Regions from separate parts of the Sus scrofa genome. Here region 1 is linked to region 2. A link is a contact called in public Hi-C data. All regions are on one chromosome and are shown on one strand. Each heading gives the region's core, a stretch centred on a gene start, on an enhancer-like site or on the middle of the called end of the contact. The rest is flanking DNA. Distances are from core to core; before and after follow the strand shown.

Region 1 (3,190 bases), core at 353-2,852, 600 kb after region 2:
GGAGTACAAAAAATCTTGTGGAGGAAAAGAATCATCTAAAATAAAAATCACCTGAATTAAGATTACGTGGGTCTCTCACACTCCCACACTCCCATCTCCATACTACCTTTCACTGAGCAAAGCCACCCCAGCCCGGACATAAATATTTTCCACTTTGCTGCCTAAAGGGAAAAATAAACAAACTAAAAAACAGTCTTTCCTCTGCCATGGGCAACAGGCTGGCCCAATATAGCAACCTTCTATCTGAATCCTTCTAGAGGCATGTGAGGACTGCTCAAAGTAACCTCTAGAGGTGTGCTATCTAATAAGGTGGCTGTTAGCCACATGCGACTATTTAACTAATTAAAAATTCAGATGCTCAGCCAGCTAGTCATTTTTCAAGTGCTCTACATACATTCTAGATTACTTTGGGAGGGTGTATCTCAAAATTATGCATGTGTTTTTACCTAAATCCAGGCAGCCTGAGAAAGTCCTGGTTGGAAGTTACCTGGGTCTTCTCTGTGACAAAGGATTATTGGGTACTCATGGAGCCAAATGGGTCAAACATCCATTGCTACAAGAAAACCCTTTCTATTCCTTCTACTTACCTGCATCTATAAAAAATGAAAAATAGGTATAGAAATGATGCTGAACATCTGCTCACTTCAGCGTTAAATAAAATCCATCCAAGTAATTTGCATATATTGAACTGTTAAAAAATCCATCTTAAAAAGTTGTGCGTCCAAGCATTTCACTTTTTGCCTAAGAATCAATAGTAATATTCTGCAATTTATATACTTCTTAATAATCCAGAAAATATTTAACATAAATACTAATTTTGTTACAGAAATGCATACTGTGGTGAACAATAAACAAAGCATAAAACTATTTTACATTATGATAAAATTGAGTGATGTATGCAGAATGAAAATATTTTTGATTTGAATAAAAAACACGTGAGGGACATAAAAATGTTTAAGGAGAAAACCCATAAAGATGTAAAATTCATCACAAAGTGGATGATAGTATCAAATAGCCACGAATTTAAAGTACTTTGGATACTTTTTTTTTTTTTTTTTTTGGTCCTTTTAGGGCTGGACTCGCGACATACGAAAGTTCCCAGGCTAGGAGTAGAATTGGAGCTGTAGCTGCCAGCGTACACCACAGCCATGAAGAATCTGAGCCCGGTCTGCAACCTAAACCACTGCTCACGGCAAAGCCAGATCCTTAACCCACTGAGGGAGGGCAGGGATGGAACCCGTGTCTTCATGGATACTTGTCAGGTTCGTTAACAGCTGAGGCGCTCAGGAACTACCATACTTTAAATACTCTTATTAAAGAATGAGAAGCAGTTGGTTTTTTGTTTGTTTTTTAATGTCAGTATTCACAATGTGCCCTCCAAATGTCTTTTCCAAGTTATTAAAAGACTGAAAAAAAAAAAAAAAACTATTACTTTAAAAAGCTTTCAAGGCCGGGTTTCAGAACCCGACACAGAGGTTCCAATCCGCTGACGCCGCTGCAGGTTAGGGGTCAGGTCTGGTCAGGAGACAGCCTGGCCGGGAGCGCCTCCCCAGGGCTAGCATAAGGGCCGGAAGCCTGCGTCCGAAACGCCCACCGCTGGAAGACTGGCGGTGTACCCAGGTCCGCGCACGCTCTCCTCCACCATCACTCCTCCCTCCTGGGGTGGCCCTGGGGCCTCTTTCTGTAACGAAATGTGTTTTCAAGAACAAAGGCCTTTAGGTGTTTATTTTACCGACCCACTTATTTGCTTTACTCTCTGTCCCCCCCCCCCCCCCCCCCGGCACATAAAGTCATCAAAAACTGTCATCTTCGCGGTAATTTCTCCGGTTCCAGCCCAGTAAGTGCCACTAGAAGAGCTGGGTAAATACTAAAAGAAAAACCCTCCCCCGGCGTCCACGCCCTCGCAGCCCACCACGGTCACATGCCCGAAGGGGGGAAGCGACCATAGAGTCAGTCCTCCAGCTTCCCAGAGAGGACCCGGAAGTTCCCCGGAGCCGGTGTGGGTTTTTCCGGTAGGGCCGTCTGTGCTTTTGTCCCGCCGGCGGCCGGGCTCCCGCGGCGCCGCCACAGCCAGTACGTGAGTCCGCGGCTGCCCGCGCTCCCGCCCCTGGCCCTAGCCTGCCACGCCCTTCCCTTCGTGGCCGGGTCCTGACTACCCGGGGTCTCGGGCGGGATCCGGGAGGAAGCGTGCCCGCTCCCCACACACACCTCAGGAAGCGCGTTCCGAGGGAGTGGAGCGGAGGGTAGACTTCGGGCCTGCGGACGGGTGTAGGGCGCAGCCCTGGAACGTATTTCGGTCCTTGTGAGCTCCACCTCCGACTGTTGGAGCGGGCCAGGCCCGGGTTGGGGCTGCCTGGTGTGTGGAGAAGGGCCGGGGCCTCGCACCGGTGTTTCTCAGTTCTTCACTGCTGTCTCTGGCGGGAGGGGAACCCTGAAAATTAGCCTCTGGTTGTGCCTACGCGGCAGTTAAGTTTTGCCCTGAGATTTGAGAGTAAATACGGGTGTTGGAGGGATCCCAGGGGGTGATCCGATTGGACCCCGCCCCCCTTTTTTTTTCTTGATGGGGGAATGGTGTTGAGAGACTCCTCCTGCAGGTGTGGGTGGAGCTGCTGGTAGCCACTCCTGGTATTCGCCCCAGGGAAAGCTCACCTGTTATACAGGATCCCGCGGGGAGACTGCCTGTCGCAGGGTCCACAAGATGGGAAGGAATTGACTAGGTAGGAAGTAGAAGGTCGAGGAGCCTTCTCGACCTGAGGACAGCCTGAGGGAAACCAGGCGTTGGGTTGAGAAAGAAGAATGAGGAATGCTGGGGCTAGGTGTGCTGCCCTGAGACGTTTGGACAGGGTGGCCACCAGGAGTATTTCTTTTTGAAAGCACGAGAGTTTTCTTTTTAATAAATTTTTGAATATGTATTGTATTCTTAATGGTTCAGGTATTAAGAATATGAAAATGTATCAGTGAAAAGGTTTCTTTCTGCCTAGCCATCTTGCTAGGCCCAACTCCCTTAGATAACCAGCCGCATTTGTTAGTTTCAGTATATCTTCCCGAGTTTCTTTATGCAAACCCTGGCAAATATGAATGCAGTTAGTTCCCCATTTTTTCACACAGGTGGTAGGATACTGTTCAGAGTTCTGCCCCTTGCTGCTTTTGCTTAATCTGTCTTAGAGATCATCCGAACACAAAGACACCC
Region 2 (3,171 bases), core at 647-3,146:
AGATGCTAGTTGTAAATGTCTATCCTGGAGGCCGTCTATCTCCTGACTCAGTTCCAAATACCATAGTGTGCACATGCCAACCCCAAACCCCCAATCCATCCTTCCCCCTGACCTGTCCCCTCCAGTAACCATGTTTGATTTCAAGTTAAGTGAGTTTGGGCTATTTGGGGGGCATGAGCAACCCATCTCCACACACGGCCCTGCAATAAACACTTCTCTGCTCCAAACTCTGACTTTTCGGTTTATTTGGCCTCACTGCTTCTGGTACAGGAACTTGCGCTAACACCTTAAAGCAAACCAAAACTAACTGGGTCATTTTATTTGGTTTGGCCCCCTGAAGAAACCTGGATGACCTACAAAAATAAATTTCTCTGTAATTTTTGCAACTAATGCCTGCCAATATGTCACAACCTTTGGAATGTAATAATCATATCAAAATGCGGATTTGTTATTTTTGTATGTTTTTTCCTTTATTTATTTTTAACTTGATTAACTATACTTTTTTTTTTTTTTTTTGTCTTTTTGCTGTTGCTATTTCTTGGGCCGCTCCCGCGGCATATGGAGGTTCCCAGGCTAGGGGTTGAATCGGAGCTGTAGCCACCGGCCTACGCCAGAGCCACAGCAACATGGGATCCGAGCCGCGTCTGCAACCTACACCACAGCTCACGGCAACGCTGGATCCTTAACCCACTGAGCAAGGGCAGGGACCGAACCCGCAACCTCATGGTTCCTAGTCGGATTCGTTAACCACTGCGCCACGACGGGAACTCCTGATTAACTATACTTTCTGATGCTCACCTTCCTCTATTCTTTCTACTCTATGTGTCCTTTTGACAATATTAAAACTCAACAAATTGTTGTGTTCTAGATTCAGATCATTACAGTCTGGCTTCTCCCCTCATACCGGCCTGGCAGGACACCATGCGTGTGATGGCCCCAAGACAGGGTAAGAATACTTCTGGCACTCCTGGACCCTCCCTCTGATGTGTAAATTCCTCCCCCCTATTCACCCCAGTCAGGATCACCAAAGTCCTTCCAACGAATTGTGCGTGTGCGCGCGTGCATGCGCGTGCCCCTCACAGGGCATGCCGAAGTTCCCAGACTTGGGATCCAAACCCAGCCACTGCAGCAACCCGAGCCACTACAGTGACAATACTGTATCCTTAAACATGCTGAGCCACGAGGGAAATGCCTTATGAATTTTCAAATATCAGAAAACTGGCCAGGAGTTCCCGTTATGACTCAGTGGGTCAAGTACTCCATATTGCCTCTGTGAAGATACAGGTTCCATCCCGGGCCTCTCAGTGGTTGAGGCAAACTACTGCATAGGTCAGAGATATATGGCTGGGATCAAGCGTTTGGGAGGCTGCTGCCCCATAGGTCTAGCGGAACTTCCATATGCAGCAAGATAAGGAAGGAAGAGGGGAGGGAGGGAGAGAAAGAGGAAGGAAGGAAGGAAGGAAAAGAAAGAGAGGAAGGAATGAAGGAAAAAGAATGAGAAAGAAGAGAGAGAAGGTACGAAGAAAGGAAGAAAAACGTCCAGCTGAAAACTATTATCTTGACCATGGGAGTCCCTGGTCTGCAGTCAGGGGTTCTGGGAAACTAGATGGGGAAAATAACCTTTATTTTTCTCTATCGGCTAGCTGAACTGTAGCCATTTTTCCAGTGATGAACGGAGGTAGCGAAGCTCCGTGGAGTTAGCAGAATCTGTGCCTCGGTCCCCAACAGAAACAGGTATTTTCGAATCACATGACCGTTGTCGCAGACATTGCCCGACTTTTCAAATGGCTGTAACGTTAACTTCACCTCAGTGATCTCATTTCGTGTGGTAGTAATTGCTTTACTTCACAATTATCAGATGGGAAGGGGGTGTTTTTCTTCCGAAGCCCAGCAGAGGGGGCCATCGAGGAGCGGTGGGCGGGCCCCCAGGCCGCCTGGGAACCTCAGCGGGAACCCGGCGAGAGCCAGAGCTTCAGCTTGAGGCTAGAACGGAGTCGCAGAAGGGGCGGCTCTGGAGGCGCTGAGCGCTCCCCGCTCCGGACCGGGCGAGGGACGCGTGCTGTGGTCGGCCGGTGACCGGCGTTGGCAACAGGCCACCGGCCCCACAGCTGAAGACGGACTCCGCGGGCACTTGCGCCCTGGGGCTGCGCGTGAGGCTGGCGACCAGGGGGCAGCCGAGCCCCGGGAGCTTCCGGGGCCGGCCGTTGCCGCCGCCACCGCTGCTGGTGTTGCTGCTCTTGGGGCTGGTGCCGGAGGGCGCGGCAGGTAACCTGGAGGAGAGGCTGAGGGGCCGGGGGCGGATACCCAGTCGCGCCCCAGCCGAGAGCTGGGGAGGGGTGCAAGGGAGAGATCGGCCAAGAATTTGGAGGCCACTTCAAGGTTTTTGGGGGGGAGGCTGGTGAATTGGAGAGCTGAACCAAGACTGAAGGGGTCGTTGAGCCTCGGGTTAGACAGAGGCTCTGCCGCCTCCCATTGCAGCCCATTGATAGAGTGAGCGGCCTTGCAAGGTGAGGACCCCAGGGGCCAGTGGGCCTGTGCCACCATCACCACCACCACCCCACCCCCCGCCACCTGCGACCTAGCCGACGCCACAGCTTCCTGCTGGAAGGCCTTAGGGAAGCTACGTTGGGGTGGGAATCTGAACGCATCCTCCATGCCTCCTGCCTTCTAGCTCGGCCTGGCAACTGCCCATCGGTCGCTATAAGTCTTTCTGGTCCCTTGGCAAGGTTCTGTCGGGTTGCCTGGGCGACCCTTTGGATAGAGGGTGAGGAGGTGCTTCGAGGGTTTCTCTGACATGACTCAGAATTTCCATTCTTTGTCAATTTCCGTTCTGCATTCAAAACAGCTGGGCCTTACTTCCGGGATTCTCAACAGCTCCCACGAGTCACCGCCCACCCTGACAGCACAGATCACTGAAAGTTTATTAGCACAGGCGGGGAGGTGTCCACCATTACTGCAATAATAATAGCTGATGTCCTTTATTCCAGGCTCTGTTCTAAGGGCTGCACGTACCAGAAGACATTTCGGTTCTCAACTTCCAAGGTTTACCATTTACAGATGTGAAATAGGGCCTAGAGAGGACGCTAGGTGGCAGCACTGGGACTTTTTTGTGCTTGGGCCGGGTCTCCGAGTGTTTTTAATAACAAAATGAAAAATATAGGATTCCAAAGG

The links. Hi-C and Micro-C count contacts between places; a contact is called where the count stands out from the background.
Region 1: a contact with region 2 is called in a Hi-C map of embryonic fibroblasts, with 1.7 times the contacts expected there. The contact joins the promoter of ZFP62 here to the promoter of TRIM52 in region 2. A contact is called at or near these places in 1 of 47 Hi-C or Micro-C datasets (embryonic fibroblasts) and 1 of 2 datasets of contacts at active chromatin or transcription factors (alveolar macrophages).

What each region holds. Positions count from the first base shown.
Region 1 is chr2:57,847,189-57,850,378 of Sscrofa11.1, forward strand. ZFP62 (zinc finger protein 62 homolog) reads left to right here and starts at 1,603. Exons shown (of 2, transcript XM_013991870.2): 1 at 1,603-1,620. It overlaps LOC102164181 (a long non-coding RNA gene), which reads right to left. Exons shown (of 3, transcript XR_002341589.1): 2 at 2,209-2,414; 3 at 1,213-1,681. It also overlaps a transcript of MGAT1 not described here.
Region 2 is chr2:57,243,427-57,246,597 of Sscrofa11.1, forward strand. TRIM52 (tripartite motif-containing protein 52) reads left to right here and starts at 1,897. Exons shown (of 9, transcript XM_021083413.1): 1 at 1,897-2,265.